Regions from separate parts of the Mus musculus genome. Here region 1 is linked to region 2. Evidence: chromatin contacts called from public HiChIP or PLAC-seq data. All regions are on one chromosome and are shown on one strand. The core of a region is the stretch at or near the end of the contact, and the rest is flanking DNA. Distances in the headings are between cores, read along the strand shown.

Evidence for each region. HiChIP or PLAC-seq counts read pairs in DNA pulled down with a chosen protein or histone mark.
Region 1: an H3K27ac HiChIP or PLAC-seq map of embryonic stem cells shows a contact between it and region 2, with 6 times the contacts expected there. The contact joins two enhancer-like sites. A contact is called at or near these places in 1 of 15 datasets of contacts at CTCF or cohesin (the NIH/3T3 cell line) and 2 of 115 datasets of contacts at active chromatin or transcription factors (cardiomyocytes and embryonic stem cells).

Annotation. Positions count from the first base shown.
Region 1 is chr4:105,960,533-105,965,915 of GRCm38.p6, reverse strand. No RefSeq gene overlaps it. Among named protein-coding and RNA genes, the nearest start is that of Gm30266, 86 kb to the left of the region's middle. Within about 2 kb of position 3,160, at least 19 of the 459 cell types and tissues checked have an H3K27ac peak or open chromatin away from gene starts, as enhancers often do. A contact at or near this core is called in embryonic stem cells, where this site is marked.
Region 2 is chr4:105,420,726-105,425,682 of GRCm38.p6, reverse strand. No RefSeq gene overlaps it. Among named protein-coding and RNA genes, the nearest start is that of Gm40217, 100 kb to the right of the region's middle. Within about 2 kb of position 1,867, at least 18 of the 459 cell types and tissues checked have an H3K27ac peak or open chromatin away from gene starts, as enhancers often do. A contact at or near this core is called in embryonic stem cells, where this site is marked.

The DNA.
Region 1 (5,383 bases), core at 1,911-4,410, 540 kb before region 2:
CACCAAGCCCTCCCACATGCTCTCAGACCAAACCAATGAGAAGTACCTGTTGTCAGATCCTTACCCACCCCAAAACTGTACATAAGAATCCTGTGCAGATGGATTAGGTGTGTGTGTGTGAACTACTCTGTTGTCACAGCCTTCTGTCCAAAGAGCTGTAACACTTGGGAAGAGGTCTGCTCTCCCGATATGACGCCTGAAGTTCTGCTGCACACCTTACTGGCTAGTCGGCCTTTTGTCGGCCCAGCCCAACACAACTCAGGGATGTGCAGAGTACCTGAGTAACCTGGAAAGCGTGGCAGAGATGGAGGTGGAGCCAACTGCAGCAGTAGAATCAACAGAATCGACCTCCCCTCCCTGCCTGCATTCAGAACTCTCGCACCAGGCCGGGCCAGAGATCTCCATGGAAAGCCTCTGGTACACAGGCCCACAGTGAACTCAGAATCCTCCTGCCTTAAACTCTTGAGTGCTAGGATTGCAGGCCTGTGCCATCACGCGTGGCCCCAATCTACCCTTTATCAGCCCCAAACTACTGATTGCTTTTAATTTATATTTGCCTAGCATGTGTGTGTGTGTGTGTGTGTGTGTGTGTGTGTGTGTTGTGTGTGTGTATGTGTGTGTGTGTTGTGTGTGTGAGTGTGTTTGTGTGTGTGTGCATGTGTCTTGGCTCTGAATTTTTAAGAATAAGAAATTTTACATTGTTTGTTGGAACTTTAAAGCCCCTGAGTCAACCACGAAGTGGTACCTAATGCCAGCACTGGGTACTGGAGCAAACGGTAGCTAGCAGAGGTGGTCTAGCCAACTTTGCCATTTGTCCATATCCAACCCCCTCCTTGAACATGTGATGTATGCAGGTGTGTGGGAGACTATAGCCACCTCCAGACTTATTTTGACTTATTTTCCATGTTATATGGCCTCCTGACCACTTTGGCAAGCATGAAAGTATATGAATGGTAGAGTGTATATATCCATTATTTGTTGGCATAATACAGATGTATTACAAATAACCACAGAACTTTAATGCATACAACAGGACCACATATACAGGAGGATCACACAGCAGGAGTTGTCTGGGATCATCTGGCAGGCTATGTTGAACTTGCCTGGTCTAACTCATATGTCTGCGTATTGGCTGGCTATCGGTTAGCACACCATTTCTGAAGCATAAGTTACTGGGTGACTATGCCTCACTTTCTAGGTCCCTCATTCTTCAGAAATCTCACTAGAACATAGTCTTGGGACAATGTACAGGTAACAAGAGGGAACATGTGGGGCTTCTCATGGTGCAGGCTCAGACCTAGCTCATCATCTTGTACCTGTCCTGGCAGAAACAAAGATGTTCTCCAGAGATATTGTGACTCTGTCTTTCACCGTAAGACTCAAATAAAGGATCCCAAGAAATTTGAATTTCTCCAGGAATCTCATAGTAGAAAAAAGAGATGGCTGGAGCCCTGGTGGCAGCCATAAGAGGAATTTGCCTAGGGAAAGAGATTTGGGACAGCTCTGACGGCTTGTCAGACCACCTTGCAAGGGAACTGAAACAAGGATGATCGGCAGGACCACACGTTAACCAGGCCGGCTTAGTTATTTATTTATACCGTTTGGCCTCTATTAAAACCCAGATCTCATTCAGGGCCCTGAAGACAGACTTCTGGAGCCTGAGAAAGGTCATTAGGTCACTTTGTTCTTTGTTCTCTATCCCAGTGTGACCTCATTGAATACAGTGTGACCTCACTGGATACAGAGTGACCTCATTGGATACAGTGTGACCTCATTGGATACAGTGTGACCTCACTGGATACAGTGTGACCTCATTGGATACAGTGTGACCTCATGGGATACAGTGTGACCTCATGGGATACATTTTCTTTCTTTCTTTTTTTTTTTTGCTTTTCACTGTCACTTACTTGTCTAATTGTCCCCTGGAGGACAGGTGACTGAGCCTTACCCAATAGGGCCTCTAGCTTCTGACCCTAATGACTCTGGTCATTCTCTTGTGGAGCTTCCAGGGAAGAAACTCCAAGTTTTAAAATGTGTGGCAACCTGGGGCTTTCTCAGAACAGTCATCCTCTTAGACAGGCACCTGACTAGAAGGTGTCTATAAACAGCTCCATCCCCAATCCGTGCCTGGGCTGCTGCCAGTCACTGTGCGTAGTTGGGCCCTGCTGTTGTGTTTGGCTGGTATTTATTCTGAGGGGTCAGTGCTACTTGTCAAACTTTATGAATATCATCCCTGTCCATATCCATTTTACTCACTGAATTCTACAGGTTTTTTAATTCTTGAAGAGTTCTAACAACCATACTGTCCCCATCTCGAGGGTCAAGGCACTCCCTCCCACACTTCTCCCTTTTAGCACAGTTTCTATGTTAACTGGTGATGCCTTTTACAGGTAGAGTCATCTTTCTCAAGTATTCTGCCTCTGCATTTCCTTCTGTCTGGCACCTGCCCACATCCCGAGCCTTGTCTCTGTTGACTGAACTAACTACATCCCATTGTCTCAAAGCTTTGGACTCCCACTGTGCAGAAGCCCCAGTTTCCCTTTATGCCTCCTGCTCATCCATGCCCTTCATCTGGTGGCATCGCATGTTTTCCTTCAAGAACCCAACCTTTCCTCATTCCCAGCTGGGAGGATGACACTGGTCCTTTCTGCTACCTAGCAACCCTGCCCTCTGTCCTTATTGCACTTGTCATGTTGACTCATTAAACTTCCACATCCTGCTCTAGACTGGGGCTTCCTCAGAACAGAAGCTCATCTTATTTAGAACAGCAGCCCTGACAGGTGCCCTCAACCCTTTGGTTTGGCTGAGTATAGGTATTTGCACAAGGCACAGTTAAGTTACAGCAAAACACGAAAGATTCCCGCATTGCCCCATTCGCCTTCCTTCCTATTTATTCTCCCTCAAATGCCTTAGAAACACACCCGGACCCCAAGGGTTCACCAAGGGGGCCGAGTAAAGTAGTTGAAAGCTGTTCTTTGATGTTTTTATTTCAGGAAGCTCCTTGAACAGAGGGTAATTATTGTCGTTAATAGCAATGATTTTCCCATAATCTGGTTACATGTCCTATTTCATTTTAACATCAGAGCAGCTGCCTTTAAAACAAGCCTGGGCCTGACGCTGCGGCCAGAGTTTCCTGAAACACACTCTTTGGTCTAATTATTCCACTGCCGGGGCCTGTCTGAGAAGGAAGTCAAGGATGATGGGCAGGATGGGGTTGCCTCTCCCACCCCAAGTCTTTAGAAAACAGAACTTCCGGGGGCTTTTCAGTAACAACTCCCCTTTTCTGGTTCTAGTGAGGCACTTGGGTTTCAGATCTCACCATCTCTGCTGTCCGTCCCCACAAGCCAGCCAAAGCTCTCCAGACGCAAGACCACAGCTCTGAGGGAACGGGTTTACCTTTCCTTTCTCCTGGCCATTGATTGCTGGGGAGACAGACAGCCATATCAGTGCTTTGCAGCCCCTCAGATCTCTTTCCCCACCCAAAGCTTGCTTTACAGAAGTCTCTTCAGATGGTTTTTGCTTTAAAGCAAAACACAAGGTTCAATGCCCTGGGCATTCACTTACCATTTACTGTGTCTGTAGCTGCTGCTGGCAGACTGTCCACCCCACATTGGAGCGTGCGTTTTTTTTTTTTAAAGGGTTTTCTTGGTTTGGGGTTTTCTTTTAGAGTATGCAGTAGGTAATTTACATTTGCTTTGGAACCAGTCAGATCCAGGCCCAGCCCCTTTCCGGCCACCCACTATGCTCCATGGCCTCCAAAGGCAGGTTCTCTGTCTTCTCACATCTCTGAGTTTTAAGTCCTTCCTTATAACATTTGAAGGAAAATGCCCACCTTGCATTGCTGACCTGAGGACCTGGTAAGGCAACTGAGGACACGTTGATGACAACTGACTGTTGCCGTTCTTCTCCTGGCAGGCCCAGTGGGAGAATTTCAGCGGCCTCACTTCTCATTAAATACACCTGGGTTGAAAAATTCAGTTTCAACAATCTGGTGGGGTGGGGATAATGACCTTGTACAAACAATGTATTCAACTAAAGCTCATCTCTCCCGAACACTCAAGGGCTCCAAGGTCACCTGCTGGGCACTGGCTCAGCTCACAGGGGAGGGAAAAAGATACCTCTGGCACTTTTCCTGTAGCGTCAAACCTACCTAACAGCTGTTTCCAATATACTGGTGATTTAGGAAAAAGGTCAAAAATAATACCTTGGGAATCTAAGTCCCACAGCCATGAAAAGTCACGCAGGAGGAGAGAGGTTGTCTTTAATCGGGTCATTTCATTTGATCCATGGTGGGTTTTATTTTATTTTATTTTGAAAATGAAATAAACCTTAAGAAAAAAAAATTGTTTGGCACACATTTTTATACACACTTTCTGGCTTAGGACAGGCTTGGTTCTGTAGTCCTAGCATATATAAAAATATATAAGACAACAAATAGAAACCATGCTGGCTGCCCTGTACTCACTTTTTTGCAACTAAAAGTGTTTTCAGGAACTGTTACAGCCTTTCCAAGCCAAGTGTGATGGTTAGGGCAGGATGTGGAGAACACCTTTCTTTTCCCACACAACCTTATTAAAAGACACCACACACACACACACCCCTAAGTCTTTTTTTTCCTTTGTGAGACTTTAAAGAACAGTGCATGTAAATGAAGCATTGGAAACAAAGCTGAAAACTCCATAGATTCCCAGGAAGATAACAATTAATCCTTCCTACCTCTAGGTGGGACCCATTGAAAAATAGACACAGGGGACACAGATGGACACAGCTCTGGCTTTGCTGCTGCTAGCAGTGCCTTGGATGGTCCTGAGGTCACTAGACAGCCTCTTACTTTTCATAATTTTGGATACTCATTTCGGGAGGGGGTGGTAGCAATCTGAAGAATGGATGCATGTCTACACAGTGAAATGCAGGAAACATCATTGCTCTTCAGCCCTCTGGTTTAAAGGCAAAGGCCAGTGGTCAAAGTTCTCAAATCCACTTAGCCTGGATGATGGAAGCCTGACTTTCATTGCTCAGCCATGAAACGAACTATTCTTGCTCAGTCATGAGGTATTGGATCTCATGTAGAGAAGATGACTTGAAGGCAGACAGTATCCTTAGAAAATACATGGAGGAAACAGAAGGAGATGAGATGTTGGGTATTGCTGTGGTTTAAGTGTTGAAAAGTTAAAGTTTGGTAACGTTTGAGTGTGTGTGCCAATGGCTCATAGGCTGGGCATCTCCAATATGGTGGTATGAGAGGTAGTATGTGCCAATGGCTCATAGGCTGGGCATCTCCAATATGGTGGTATGAGAGGTAGTGTGTGCCAATGGCTCATAGGCTGGGCATCTCCAATATGGTGGTATGAGAGGTAGTGTGTGCCAATGACTCATAGGCTGG
Region 2 (4,957 bases), core at 618-3,117:
CTGCAGACTTAGTGACAAAATTATCAAAAGCTACAGAATTCCCAAGGATCTCCCCCATCCCACCCCTGCGGCCACATTATCTCCCCTGTTATCAGCATCCTGCATTGATACAGCATATATGTTACAGTTAACGCTGAGCCAGCATTGACACACTTCCTGACTGAAGTCTGTTCCTTACGTTAGGATTGTCTTTGTATTGTGCACTCTGTGGATTTTTTGACAACTAGGTGTCAGGCATCCGCCATTGCAATGTCTTCCAGAATAGTTTTATTGTCCCTTATTCTGGCCTCTTGACCCCTCACCCAACTACAGTCTGTCACCGACATTCATACTGTCTTTATGGTATGTCTACCAAGACATATGTCATCTTGTGAGAAACATATGGCATGGCACGCAGCATTGCAGATTGGCTTCTTTCTCTTAGCCGTATGCATTTACATTCCACCCCCACCCCCGTCTCCCATTGCTTAAGTTTTGATTAGGAGGAGAGGTCTTCACTCAAAGCTGAATGAGGGTTCTCTAAGGAAGCTGAGCGAAGAATCTTTGGCCCTTTGTTCTTGTGCTCTGGAGAGCTCTGCACCTTTGCCCTTAAAACTTGATTTCCTGCTCTAGAAAAAGTCCCACCCCTAAGGCATCTGGCCTCTCAACCGTGACCCTTTTAAAATGCAAATATTCTGAGATCCCTGTAGGAGTTTCAGGAGTGGACCCAGGGCGTTTTCCTGCAGGAAGAGGCCATCATCTGTCCCCATAGCCCCTTGCCTAGAGATGGGACTCTGGAGAGCGGAAAGCAGAAAGGTAGATGACAGGGAATTCCTTACCCACGTCTTCTAGCTGGAGGTTCAAATAGTTTCAGTGGTCACACTTCATGAAGCAAGAACAACCACAAAAATCAGAACACAGCAAAAGGTCTTGTAAATTTCATCCATGAACATACATGACTTGACCATATTTAATTTTTAGTGATAACTTTTACCAAAAAAATAGCAGTTAAAGATCCTCAGAACTTTTAATTTATCAGCACTTATTTATTTACTGAGCACCTAAGAATTTATGATCCTGTGCAAGTACAAAGTAGTGTGACCTCAAGATAAAGCAGATGGATACGTGTTTCTGCCCTGCTCCATCAAGGAAGGCTTCCCGGAACAATGGAACTTGATCATGGAGGTGGAGGATGACCTAGATGGGAACATGACACACTAGAGAGGACCTGGGTTGCTGACAGTGGGACTCTATTCTAGAAAGAGTGAGCAGCTCTGTTGGGCTCAGAAGAGGGCATTCTTTAGAAGTGGGGCCTGGGCACTCCCAGGTCTATGGCAGGAAGTATAGCCTGCAAGAACATGGAGCTGGGCACTCCAGTTCTGTAGCTAGGAACCATCGCCTTCGAGGATGTGGGCTAGGCACCCAACAGGACAGATTTCAGTTTACCTCTCTTCCCAGGCCCAGCCTTTCCTGAAGTGTAGTCCCTGAACCCTTGTCCCAAACCCCTGTTGTAAGTTCTTAGAGCATTTAAGGACTTCCTTCTTCCGGCCCGAGTCCTTGGCTGCTGTGATCTTCATTGTCCCCCTTAAGGAACAACTTTATTCTCATTTCTGAAGGTCAGACAATAGAATTCTTGTGAGAGGTCCTTCTCTGGAACCAGACAACAAGGCAACCTTGCCTCAGCCTGAGGAGGAGTGGGTGGGGCAGCATTTCCTTCCTGGAAATCAGTTTGCCTGCACTCTGGCTCCCCACCCTGCTGCTCTGACCACTGCCTTGTCCTGCCAGGACCCTATCCCCCCACCCCTACCCCCACCCCCATTCCTGATTACCCAGCAGCTACTCCTCAGCCCTGTCCTTGGTGACGGTTTTCCACATTAAAGGTCAGACTCTTGGGTGACTCAGCTGTTTTGTCAAACAGCTCCCCCATGCTTTCCAAGTCAGGGAAGGCTTGGGTCTGCAGAGACTACATAGAAATAAATCAGCAAACAGGTGCCTGTAAGCATAGTCTTTTAATCTGTCTTTCTCCTGACTGCCTTCATGTGTCTATGAACACACCATACACACACTCACACACACACACACACACACACACACACACACACACACACACACACACGGGAGGGGGAAAGAGGGTACTTGGTCCTCTTATTACTTGTGCTCACCCCACTACCTTCCCATTACTCATCATTCTTGACCCTGCTCCACCCCCACCCCCACCCCATGCCCCAGCCAGTTCTCACACCATCAGGGACCTGAAGGCTACCTGTGGTAGAATGAAAACACCAACACCTTGAAATCAGAAAGAGTTCAAATGACAGCTATAGCAACTGTTGTACTAATCTGTGTAAGGTATCACTCTCTCTCTCTCCTCTTCTCCCTCAGCCCAAGTCCAGAGATTTAAAGAAAAAGGAAAGACTTTCCCTGTGGATTGAACTACTCAGCTCATAAGTAACTTAGAACAGTGGCTGCAACAAAGTGTTATCATAGTGTATATGTCGGGTCGTCCCTTAAAGCCAGACTGCCCATGAAGACCATAAGGAGGCAGAGGGAAGAGAAAGGGCTCCTGCTTCAGTGGGAAGATAAAGAGAATTAATGGGTTTGACAAAATCTAGTCACTAGACTCCTATAAATCAATCTATCCTCCCTCTCTTCCTTTAATTAGCAAATTTCTCCACATGAACCAAATGGGAGAGTCCTGTCTTCCATGCACACTATGGGCTGAATTTCCCAGCCTTCTTTGAATCTAGCAGTGGCCATACAGTGGAACATAAATAAAGTAGGGGAAGACAGTCTCGTTCTCGGGTCACTTTCTAAACAGAGAAGCAGAGGAGGAGGAAGACGAGGAAGACAAGGAGGGGGAGAGGAAAAAGTTGTTCCCCTTGCTTTCTTTTGCTCTTCCCTTTAGCTAAGGATGGGTTGATAATTTCCTTGAAAGTAGACAGGGAAGCCACGTTTCATATGACAAACTTCTAGAGTGTTGCACGAGGGCAAAAGCACATCTGTTTGATTTAGGTCCTGTCGTTGAATGAGCCCAAAATAGCAGCGTAGTTAGCCTCCGACTCATTTCCAGTGAGACCTCCCCCAGTGGTTTTCAACAGATCAGCAAAGCTCTGTTTCCTTTGTTGCCTCTGGCCCGATTCTGACAATGTCTGTCTTACCTAAGACTGTGTCCCTTCCCACCTGGCCCTGGGTCTCCAGTCAGTCCTCACCCCAGCCCAGGACAATTTCAGGAGCAGTAACAAAACTTTCTACAGTAGGTACATGTTTCAAATTGTTACACTCCTAGCACAGTGTGCTGTCACTTCTATTAGCATGGAATATTGCCACTAAGGAGACCTAGATAACAAGAGCGCCCATCAGGGTAGCTTTTGCTCATTTTCTTCTTCAAATGTCTCATTTAGTTTTCGACACTTGATTGCAAATCATGCTCTAGTACCCAAAGAGTGTTCTTCTGGGACCATTTCAGGATCTTTTATGAGAGGCAGGAACCTGTTTCACAATGTCCCATCAAGACACACAATAGAGTAAGAAAGTCCCCCCAAAATAAAACTGAATCCCCTTGGGAAGTAAGAAATCAATACAGGGAAACTAAACAATGGCAAATACCTACTCTACCATCTATGTATCCAGACTTGTAACTCCAGCCAAAAATGCTGTACTCTGCCCTGAACAGGGCTGAGACTAGAGAAGTAAGCAAGCTGCCTAAGGTATAAAATTTAAGGAAACAGGGTCTCATGTGCTGACCCTGTACTAAAGGGACCCTGAAAGAATCATTAAATTTAGTTCACTATGTGACTGCTTGCCTTCCCCTGATCCTGACCCTTGACCTGAAGCCTATGTATCATCCTTGAATCAACTGGAAAAGTTGATAGGCTTTGAAAGTTCATCATGATTAAAATCCAACTAATTATCCTCCTGTCCCTAATCTCATCCTTTTATGCTTCCTGTCACAGTGACTGCTCAGGCCAGAATCCTGGGATCACCTTTGACATGGTCCCCTGTTCCCTCTGTGTCCTATTTACTCTGCAGCATCCCAATACTTAAGACATTAAACCACCGGCATCTTTCCTTTGACATCAGCAACAGCCCAAAATTCATCTTCCTAGTTCCAATCTTTCTACCTGCTGTTTTAGCCTTAACATAGGCAGAATGGACTTCCCAAGCATGATTTACAACCCTCCATAATGTGCCCACCTTGCTCAGACCTTGGTTATTACAACCAGGCCTACTATGCCACACTCCAGCTATGGAGATCTGTGCGACACTCTAGCTATGGAGATCTTCTGTGCCACACTCTGGCTGTATGCAGTTCTCACTGCTCCTCCGGCGTTTCCAGGCCTTCTTCACATGCTTTCCCCAGATCCATAGCCAATGCATTCTTCTCATAACCATGTAAGCTTCATTTCTTCTAAAAAGAACCCACAGCCTATGTCTCCACTACACAGAATTATACTTTCATAATACTTATCAGGGACAGAGATGGTGGTTCATCAGACACAAGTATTTGCTATAGAAGCTTGGGAACTTGAGTTCAAGTCCTTGGATCCCTTTAAAAAGCCAGGCAAAGCCACAAGCCCTTCTATAAACCCAGAGCTCAGGCCAGGGTAGACAAGATCACTGGGATTTCAGCTTCAGTGAGAGACACTGTGTCAAGATAATAGAACAGTGAGTGGTAGAGTGGTACACCCTACCCAATGTCTTCTTTTGGCTTTTACATGCACCAACATATAAAACACACACACACACACCACTAATCAAAGATTTTTAAATGCTTGCTTACTGTCTATGTTTGTTAATGATAACTTGGTGAGATCTAGAATCATCTGGGAGGGGAACCACTGGGCATGCCTAGGAGAGATTAGATTGCCTGTAGTGGAAGAGCTGCTTCTGTGGGTGGCACCATCCCCTGTGCTGGGATCCTAGACTATAGAAACAGGAGAAAGTGATAAACCAGACTGGTGGGGTAGTTCAGGGATAC